3 separate regions of the Mus musculus genome follow, and all the other regions are linked to region 3. A link is a contact called in public Hi-C and HiChIP or PLAC-seq data. All regions are on one chromosome and are shown on one strand. The core of a region is the stretch at or near the end of the contact, and the rest is flanking DNA. Distances in the headings are between cores, read along the strand shown. Region 1 holds the start of Rp2 (retinitis pigmentosa 2 homolog). Region 2 has its middle 29 kb from the start of Rp2. Region 3 holds the start of Chst7 (carbohydrate (N-acetylglucosamino) sulfotransferase 7).

Region 1 (3,121 bases), core at 522-3,021, 300 kb before region 3:
TTTAGCTAGGGATGCCACTCAGTGGTAGAATGCTTGCCTAGCATGGCTCAATACCCAGCGCTGGGGAGAAAAAATTTAAACAGCATTATTAGAAATCCCAAGGCTGTTGAAAATGAATACTTCAAAATCCTCCTACCAAATGATTTTGATGGGTACAATCTTCATATAAGACAGAAAATACAACACTTTCCTACATGACAAAATACTGCTATATAAGAGGAACAAAAGGCCACATGGCCTAAGAAAGGTTTCAGAGTCAAAGGCAAAAAGCTGAGCCTGAGAATTCAGCTTCCATTTGTTAAAAGCCAACATTTTGAAAATGTCATTTATATGAATGCCTAAATTCTGCTGGGGATTTGAAATGATGCAGGATGATTTGTCATACCAAACAAGGATGCAGGATGACTGGTTATAACAAAACAAGACTTTAGTACTTCTGGTCAAAGTTGTTGCATTAAGCAATAGTTAACTGTTCATGACACCCATTTAAAAGAACAAGCGTTCTTATTTTGTTTGAGAAACTATAATAATTGATGTCTATTAAGTGTTTTACAAAGCAACTACACTAAGAAGAAAAGAAGAACTTTGTAGAAAGAGGAACCATTGTGAAATGTATGCCTAAGTAAGTGTGTTTTGTGCAAGATTAGGAGACTTTTTCAAACCTTTTGAGATATATATATATATATATATATATATATATATATATATATATATATATATATATATATATATATATATATATATATATATATACACACACACATATGTATATATGTGTGTGTGTATGTGTGTGTGTACATATATATATATATGGCATTTTCGTTCATATAAAGCTGCAATAATAAACTACTTCCTGGTTTGTGTTGGGTACTTTCACCTTACACAATACACTCCAAGACTGCCTCAATTTTCATTATTCTTTTCTGATAAATGGAAGACGAGAATAAAGGTAGACATGAAACAGTCCATTTAATAACTGAGTAACACCAAGAGGCACCAAAAGCGATTTTCAGAGGAGAGCAGACAAAAGAGTAACAGCTTGGGAATACAAACCGCAGAAAAGATGAGAACCAGTCTTGCGTGTGTAATTCGACCACTGGACCAAACCCCTTTGGCCAACGCTGGTGAAATGAGCTGATTGGAGATTCAGCACCTTCCTGGCTCTTTCCCTCCCTGGAGTCCTTTCTAGAATCCGGAGTCGGGGTGCAGAGCCTACAGAGAGGCCCTGGGAGTCTAGTTAGGCTGACCACTAACTCTATGCCTCCTTTGGGCCCTTCACATCCCGCCCCCAAAGTCGTGCGACTTCAGCTGCCTGTGCGCGCCAGTGAAAGCCAGTTGTGGGCCACCCGCCAAACTGCCCGCTTTCATCTGCTGCAAAGGGCAGCCGAGGAGGGCCCAAAGCAAGGGATCCCCAAAACATCACCTTCTCCCGCTGGTCCCAGCTGTACAGCTTGGGCTGCTCCTCCTCTCCCTCAGCCTTTTCACTCTTCCTCCTCTTAGTGAAGCAGCAGCCCATGGTGCGGCCTAAGGGTCTTGGTAGTGGACCCCACTCGCTCAGACACCTTTCAGAGGGTGGCGGGAAGCCAGGGTGACTCGGCCAACAGCTCCCCGGACACCGCCCAGGGGAGCAGCCCCGCCGCCAGGAACCCTCAGCACTCCCGCCAGGCCCAACACCCTTCTCCGCCCAACCCCCTAGGTCTCCGTGACGACCTATGGCAACCAATAAGCGGGCAGCAGCCTCTGAGCCAATCAATGCCTCGCAAGCTGCTCTGCTCCTATGAGCTCAGGCCAAAGTATTCATTCACCAATCCTACGTCAGCGGGGGGCTGGCCAGCTCAGGTGCTCTCACCGAGGGCCCCGTCCCCAGGTCGGTCCTACTCCACCCCCAGCTTCTCCCCTCTAGTGAACTAGGCTGGGCTAGCTGGCTGCTGTTTGATTGGGCTGAGTACCTTTTCCTGACCCGGTGCTCAAATTTCGAAAGTTTCCAAAATTTAAGCTCTGGAGGGGATGCCATACAGAGTAGTGGACTTGTTTTATGACAAAAATTGCTAGGGAAAAAAATCTTGCTGATTTTGTAAAACAAATTTGTGTCCTTCACTCCTCCCTTTCAGTACCTTTCTAGGGAACCCACAAGCTTCTGGTCGAACTGTTCATGTCTGGTGTCTGTAGAGGTCAGGAGAGGGCTCAAATCTCCTGGTTACTAATAGTTGTAAGCCATCAAGCAAGTGCTAGGGAGCGAACCTGGATCCTCTGCAAGAGGAGCAAATGATCTTAAACACTGAGCCATCTCTCCAATCCTTTGAGGGATGTCTAAAAGCTTCCACTTATCTCTCCAAAATTGGACAAGTATTTAGGATAAAAACCTAGTATTGTCTCCTTACTAGAACAGTGAATCTGGGAGCAAAAGGATATTACAAAAAGGCATGTACCTTTGAATCTCTCAGCTTATGCATCCAATGACAGAAGCACATATAACCTTTTTCCAATCTCTTCCAAAAGACAGTAGTCCAACTATAGAGGGTAAGAGAGGCATGTTGACTCACCACAAAGGAGCTTTAGGAACTCAAGCAGTGCAAAGTCTAATAGAGGATATAAACCCTATCATATAAACAACCTGATCTGTTCAAAGCAAATGGTACAAAGTTCGCGTGAAAACATAAAAATATACACAATCATTAACATTTGTTGTATTTGGGTGGACTTTGAGTACAATGCCCATGTATTGCTTTCATAATAAGTTGATTTCTCTGAGATACAGTATTAAAACATCATGATAAGACATCAAATGCAGACTAGCACTTTCAAATTTGTTTATCTTTTTACTTGACCATACCTATCACATTTAATGTAGATTCTAAAAGAGCCTCTGACTCAATTTGGGCATTAAGATTGTTCCTCCTTTCACTTCCTGCCCTTTTTGTACAACCAGGAAGAAGGGTACAGTGCTTAAGAATTATAAATGACCTGAAAGTTAAGCTCCAGGTCTTGGACAATAAAAGCTGTGCATTACTGCCTTTTTCTTCAGTCAGATCAAAGTTCTATGTGAGGATAGTTTTGTATTAGAGCCCTGCTGCTAATTTATATTCATAGAATAGCAAAAGTTTGATCACTGCAGAGTGCA
Region 2 (2,860 bases), core at 30-2,529, 280 kb before region 3:
CTCTTTCATAGGCACACCCACAATGACCTAACTTCCTCTGAGAAAGCCACATTCCTTAAAGGTTCTACCGTGCCCTAAGAGCACCACAGACTGTTGACCATGCCTTTAATAAATGGCTTATAGGGGACATTACAAATCCAAACCATAATATCTTCAAGTCCCCAAATCTATTTTTTTTCTGAGACAGGGTTTATCTGTGTCCTGGAACTCACTCTGTAGACCAGTCTGGCCTTGAACTCAGAAATCGAACTCAGGCCTGCCTCTGCCTCCCAAGTGCTGGGATTAAAGGCATGTGCCACCACTGCCCTGCCTCAAATCTATTTTTTAAAAATAAGGTTTCACTATGTAGTCCTTGCTGGCCTGGAATTTGCTATGTAAATCAAGCTGGCCTCAGCTACTGAGAGTGGTGTCACCCATGGGTGTGTGATCAGAAAGCAGGCTGAACAAAGCCATGGGAAACATGTTAGTAAGCAGCACCCCTCCATGGCCTTTGCTTCAGTTCCTGCCTCTAGGTACCTCACCCTCTTGAGTTCCTGCCTTGGTTTCCCTGAGAATGGACTGTGACTGGTGCCTGCGAGCCCAATAAACCCTCTTTTCCTCTCCAAGTTGTTATTGGTCATGGTCTTTATCATAGCAAAAGAAATCAAACTAGGAAGATTATTCATCTGGACTATAACATGACTGCTCTCAGAAAGCTTTTGAGAAGTAATGTATATAGTGAGACCCTTACCATTTTGCAAATTGAAGTGTCCAAGTACAGAGTGGATTTTTTTTTCTTTATCTTCTGCCAAGTCTGATGAGAATCTCTGTGACTCACACATGGGTTTTCTAAAAGATCTTCTTTTAAAAACAGGAGAGTGAAGATATTGTAAGGAAAAATTTAATTACACAGTGGAATGTCACATTCTGTAATGGAAATGTCACTAAGGTCAGAAGCATTAAAATGAGAAGGATTTCCTTTGAATAGAAAACAATCCCATTGGTGTTTGTGGCCAGCAGGTGGCAGGAGGGAGCCATATCAGAGGAATTTAAAGCTCCAAGCCTGGCTGTAACCTGGGGCTGTGGGCTTAAGAACCAGTATCTGGAAGGTTGATAGAGAATATAGTTCGTTTCTTGGCAAGAATAAAAACGACAGGGTCCTTTAGAAGCTTAGAATGAGAGCTCAATGTGTAAAACCAAGGGCTCAGGAGTTGGAGTGATTGGCAGGTAGCAGGGGTGTGTGGAAGATTAAGCTGGGAAGGGTGTTAGAAGAGTGAAGCCATGCCCAAGGCAAGGAGGAAGGCACAGGACAAGGAGAGAAGGTGGGGCTTATGTTGTGACACTCAAATAACAGTACAGAGTAGGAAGTAGATCAGAAGGGGTGGAGGCCATTGCTTTCTGGATGGGTTGCTGGTGGCACTGATTTTTAAAGTCTAAGGATAAGTGAAAGTGACATAAATGTCCATGAACATTTGCTCATATGCATAATATGTAGTATATTCATATAATGATACTTTAGTTGCCTTAATGGGGAAGGGAATTCTGGACACTTGCTATAACATGCATGTATGCTGAAGATAGTATCTTTTTAATTAGTTATTTTATTTATTAATATCCCAAATGTTACCCCCATCCTATCCCCCCTCCCCTTCACCTCTGATAGAGTCCCCCCGCCCCCCCCCCCCCCCCGTATCCTCCTATCCTGGTGCATCAAGTCCCTACAGGATTAAGCGCATCCTCTCCCACTGAGGCCAGACAAGGCAATCTTCTGCTACATATAAGTGTGTGGGGGAGGGAGGTTGGTGGCTCAGAACGGCATGTGTATGTTCTTTGGTTTGTGGCTCAGTCTCTGTGAGCTCCCAGGGGTCCAGGTTAGTTGACACTGTTGGTCTTCCTGTGGAGTTGCCATCCACTTTAAGGCTTTCAATCTTTCCCCTAACCCTTCCAATAGGGGCCCTGACCTCTGTATAATACTTGGCTGTGAGTACCTGTATTTCTGTCAGTCAGCTGTTGGTAGAGCCTCTCAGAGGATAGGCATGCTAGAGTAGTTAAATTCGTAGAGAAAAAGATAGAATTGTGGTTGATGGTGATTATAGGGCAGGAGAATGGGAAATTAATTTTAAGTAAGTGCAGAATATGTGGGTTTTTTATGATCAAAAAGTTCTAGAGATGGATGATGGTGATAGTTGCACAATCATGTGAATATATTCAATATGACTCAACTCTGTAGTTAAATGCTCATCACTATGAACGCTATGCCAGACACATTTCTCCAATATTTAGGGATTTTTTTCCTAAGTATATTGCATCTGTTCTGTTCGTTAAGGCAGTATAAGCCATTCTAGGGAATGTGTTGGTACAGGATATGAGTCCAAGTTAGGATAAAACTAATAGAAATACCTCACATTTGGATGGTACATTGCAATTTACATAGCTCCCTTGTGGAAATTCATTACCTTTTGAGATTCTCTTAACTAGCGTATGGAATGAAAGGGTTGTCTGTGGTAGAGGTGGATAAAGTATGTGAAGACTTGGTAGAAAGGTGGGAGGTGCCTGGGATAACAAGGGCAGATGCTGGGTGGCTGGAAGAGAAAAGGATGAACCTGGGGCTCATCATCTACTTGATCCATTTGTTTCCCCTTGGAAGTGGTAGGTAGCTCTCAATTTTTTTTTTTTTTTACTGTTTTGGGCCCCATCTTTATTAACTTTCATTCAAATAAGCAATATTGTCTTATAATGAAAGGCTCCCCTCTTTAAAATCTGACCCTGTCCCTTTCTAATTACATGAGTGTAGGCAGTTACTTCTGTTCCCTGTCTTTAGCTTTCTATCTGAGGATAACAGTTCCTGTCCTATTTCTTAGCTTTGTGACACAGGAGGATG
Region 3 (2,901 bases), core at 311-2,810:
CTTCCCTGACGGTCTTCCTGTCGCGTTCGTCCCCACTTCGAGGGTAGGCAAGCAGACGCATGGCAGGGGCGCAGGCGGTTTCCACTTGGCGCACCTGCTCTTGGCTCAGACGTTCGCGCCAGGCGTGCACAGCCTCTCGGGCGTCCCGCGCAGACAAGTGGAAGGGACGATCGGCGCCGTAGGCCGAGCCCCGCGTCATATTGAATGCGAAGGCATCAAGCGCGGCGAGTGTCCGCAACCCAGAGAAGCGCAGCAGGCGGCGCAGCTGGGCTTGGGGCTGCCACACCAGGTCCTCATAACGCAGCCGCAGGTAGCGACGCCTCAGCCAGGCGGGCGCGCCGCGGGTGAATAGCAGGTCGCGAAGCCACGCTTCACAGATCACCTCAAGCGCGCTGGTTAAGAAGAAATCAGCGCGTGGCGCCGAGGGCAGAGCCCGGGCCTGGCCTCCCGGACGGGCATCCACTCCATGCGCCAGCAGCACCCGGTGGAAGTGGTCGCCCCTCTGGCGCGTGCGCAGCACCTGGATGCTTTCGCGCAGCAGTCCCTGCCTCGACTTGAGGCGCGAGTTGTGCACGGCCCGAGGGTCTCGGAAGAGTTGCACCACCTTTAGGTTGAGGCCTGGGTCACGCAGCAGAGGGACCAGCACTCCCAGGTCCAGTAGCCGCACGTCTTTGATGACCACCACCGGGTACTTGCGGCACTCGGCCTCCAGGGCGCGGAGCGAAACGGGCGGGCAGGTACTTTCGCAGGCTTTGTCCTCGACGAGTCCCACGTCCGCGCGTGCCCGGGGCGCGGCGGGGCACAGAGGCGGCGAGCAGATGACCTTGTTGGTCCGCCAGCGGAAAAGCATGGCCGTGGTGAGGTTGGCCGAGTCCGGTGCTCGCTCCCCAGGGTCCCCAGGCTGCGCGTACAGGCGCAGCACAGAGAAATCACAGCGGAAGAGGGAGCGCAGCATGTCTCTTAGTGCGCCCTGCAGGCTCTCCGCGTCGCCCGGATACAGTGCCTGCCACAGATGCCACATGGGCTCGTACAAGTAGAAAACGTCCGGGTGCTGGTTGAAGAGTTCGCCCAAGAAGGACGAGCCGGTGCGCCAGGTGGCATGCACATAGATGTGTTGCTTTTCCTGGGTCACCGCCTCACCGACGGCGCTGAGGTTGCCGGGGGACCCGGGGGATCGATCCGGGTTTCCTTCGGCCAGGGACCGCACCTCAGCGCCCTGCTCACGTTCCCCGGCCGCCGCCGCCTCCAGGCTCCACACACCCAAGCTGCGCTGCAGGCCGGGGCAGTTCCTGCCCTTGTCCTGCTCGCTGTGGCTGTCCAGTACAGAGGGGACAAGAAGTAGCAAAAGCGTGTACAGCGCCAAGAGCAGCGTGAACTTGCAATACTCTCGGCGCCGCCGCCGCCGGCCCTTCATAGTTCACCGAATCCTCACTCTCCCCACCCAGAGCAGAGTAGGCGCCTGCTGGTTCTGTCCAGAAAACCCAGCCCAAAGTCCTCGGCTCCGGCCTCTTCGGGTCTCCCTCAATGTTGGGTGGAGCGGAGTGGAGCAGCCGGGCGGTGTATCCACTACAGGAAACTTGGGAGGCAGTGGTGGCGGCACACTCAGCCTCCTTCTTGGCTCAGCCTCTTGAGAGCGCTCATTGGCCGGTTCAGCAGCTGCAGGCCCTGCCCATGGTACCCGAAACTTCTCCCCGCCCACTTACGCTCTGCTCCTGGGTTTGCTCAACGCCGGGCTAGAGCTGGACAGGGCTGCCACAGGGCAGGGACACCCTCTGGGGTGCACTGAGTGTACTCCACCTTTCCCTAACTCCTTCAAAACGAATTTAAGTTTGCTAACCAACCAACTTCAGGCAAGGGAGAGTCACAATGTGTACAGAAGGCATCCAGTGACTGGACATGATTCCCCACCTGGAGAATGACACTTTTTTTCTTCCTGTTTTGGTCCCAGCAGAATCCAGAAGAGGGCACTGGATCACCAGAAACAAGAGTTGCAGATGGGTGTAATCAGAGCTATAGGTGTTTCAAACCAAACTTGGGTCTCCAGTAAGTGGTCTTAATCACTGAACTAATTCTCCAGCCCTTCTCTTGTATTCCTTATATATGAAAACTATTTATTTTGTATTTGTCAATCATTGTTTCTTGCCCACAATTCTCACACTTTCCAGCCACTTGTATATATATTCTTTATTTCTGATCCACCTTGCCCACTCCCTTTACATTTTTCTCAAATCTTCGTGTTCATCTAAAAGACTATGGGCAATTCTCTCTCTCTCTCTCTCTCTCTCAAATTATATTCGTGTGTGTGTGTGTGTGTGTGTGTGTGTGTGTGTGCGTGCGTGCCTGTGTGCCTGTGTGTGCACATGTATGGAGGTCAGAGGACAACATGAGGGAGTTGGTTCTCTTCTCTCATCTTGCATGTCCTGGAGACTGGCGATTGAACTCAGGTTGCTAGGATCAGCTCTAGGCAAGTGCTCTCACTGAGCCATCTTACTGGTCCTGTGCCATTATTTTAATAACACTCATGGCAATAAACTAAACTTCCTTGCCTTCTGTCATTCATTACTCCCCTAGAAAAGCCATTCTTTCCCAAACCCACAAACACAATTGCAAAACATTCCATAAAGGACATGTTTACACCAAGAGAAATTTAACACCATTAACCTCAGACATCCTGTCAATTCCAAATCTCAAGCCTCTAGGACTATTCAAAATTCTCTGCTCTTCTCCAACCAGGGGTACCACTGCACTCCTTTCCCAACAGTGTCATTACTTGCTACTTTTTTGTCAGAAGAAACCATGTTGAACCTCTTCATTTTCCATCAGTAACATTCACTCACTTATGTATTAATCTCCTTTGTAGCAAGGATACTATTTTGCAACATAAAATTAATAGCTTCCATT

Evidence for each region. Hi-C and Micro-C count contacts between places; a contact is called where the count stands out from the background. HiChIP or PLAC-seq counts read pairs in DNA pulled down with a chosen protein or histone mark.
Region 1: a contact with region 3 is called in an H3K4me3 HiChIP or PLAC-seq map of neural progenitor cells, with 6 times the contacts expected there. The contact joins the promoter of Rp2 here to the promoter of Chst7 in region 3. A contact is called at or near these places in 15 of 39 promoter capture datasets (the 3T3-L1 cell line, the C10 cell line, cranial neural crest and 8 more), 1 of 484 Hi-C or Micro-C datasets (cortical neurons), 7 of 115 datasets of contacts at active chromatin or transcription factors (astrocytes, bone marrow-derived macrophages, cardiomyocytes and 4 more) and 2 of 9 other capture datasets (liver and macrophages).
Region 2: a contact with region 3 is called in a Hi-C map of the CH12 cell line, with 4 times the contacts expected there. The contact joins the enhancer-like site here to the promoter of Chst7 in region 3. A contact is called at or near these places in 8 of 39 promoter capture datasets (3T3-L1-derived adipocytes, the C10 cell line, embryonic stem cells and 2 more), 1 of 15 datasets of contacts at CTCF or cohesin (large pre-B cells), 7 of 484 Hi-C or Micro-C datasets (the CH12 cell line, bone marrow-derived macrophages, cerebellum and 3 more), 8 of 115 datasets of contacts at active chromatin or transcription factors (bone marrow-derived dendritic cells, bone marrow-derived macrophages, embryonic forebrain and 3 more) and 2 of 9 other capture datasets (embryonic stem cells and macrophages).

What each region holds. Positions count from the first base shown.
Region 1 is chrX:20,363,131-20,366,251 of GRCm38.p6, reverse strand. It overlaps Rp2 (retinitis pigmentosa 2 homolog), which reads right to left and starts at 1,771. Exons shown (of 5, transcript NM_133669.5): 1 at 1,424-1,771. The coding sequence starts at 1,516.
Region 2 is chrX:20,334,075-20,336,934 of GRCm38.p6, reverse strand. No RefSeq gene overlaps it. Among named protein-coding and RNA genes, the nearest start is that of Rp2, 29 kb to the left of the region's middle. Within about 2 kb of position 1,279, at least 1 of the 459 cell types and tissues checked has an H3K27ac peak or open chromatin away from gene starts, as enhancers often do. A contact at or near this core is called in the CH12 cell line, where this site is marked.
Region 3 is chrX:20,058,229-20,061,129 of GRCm38.p6, reverse strand. Chst7 (carbohydrate (N-acetylglucosamino) sulfotransferase 7) reads right to left here and starts at 1,560. Exons shown (of 2, transcript NM_021715.1): 1 at 1-1,560. The coding sequence starts at 1,414.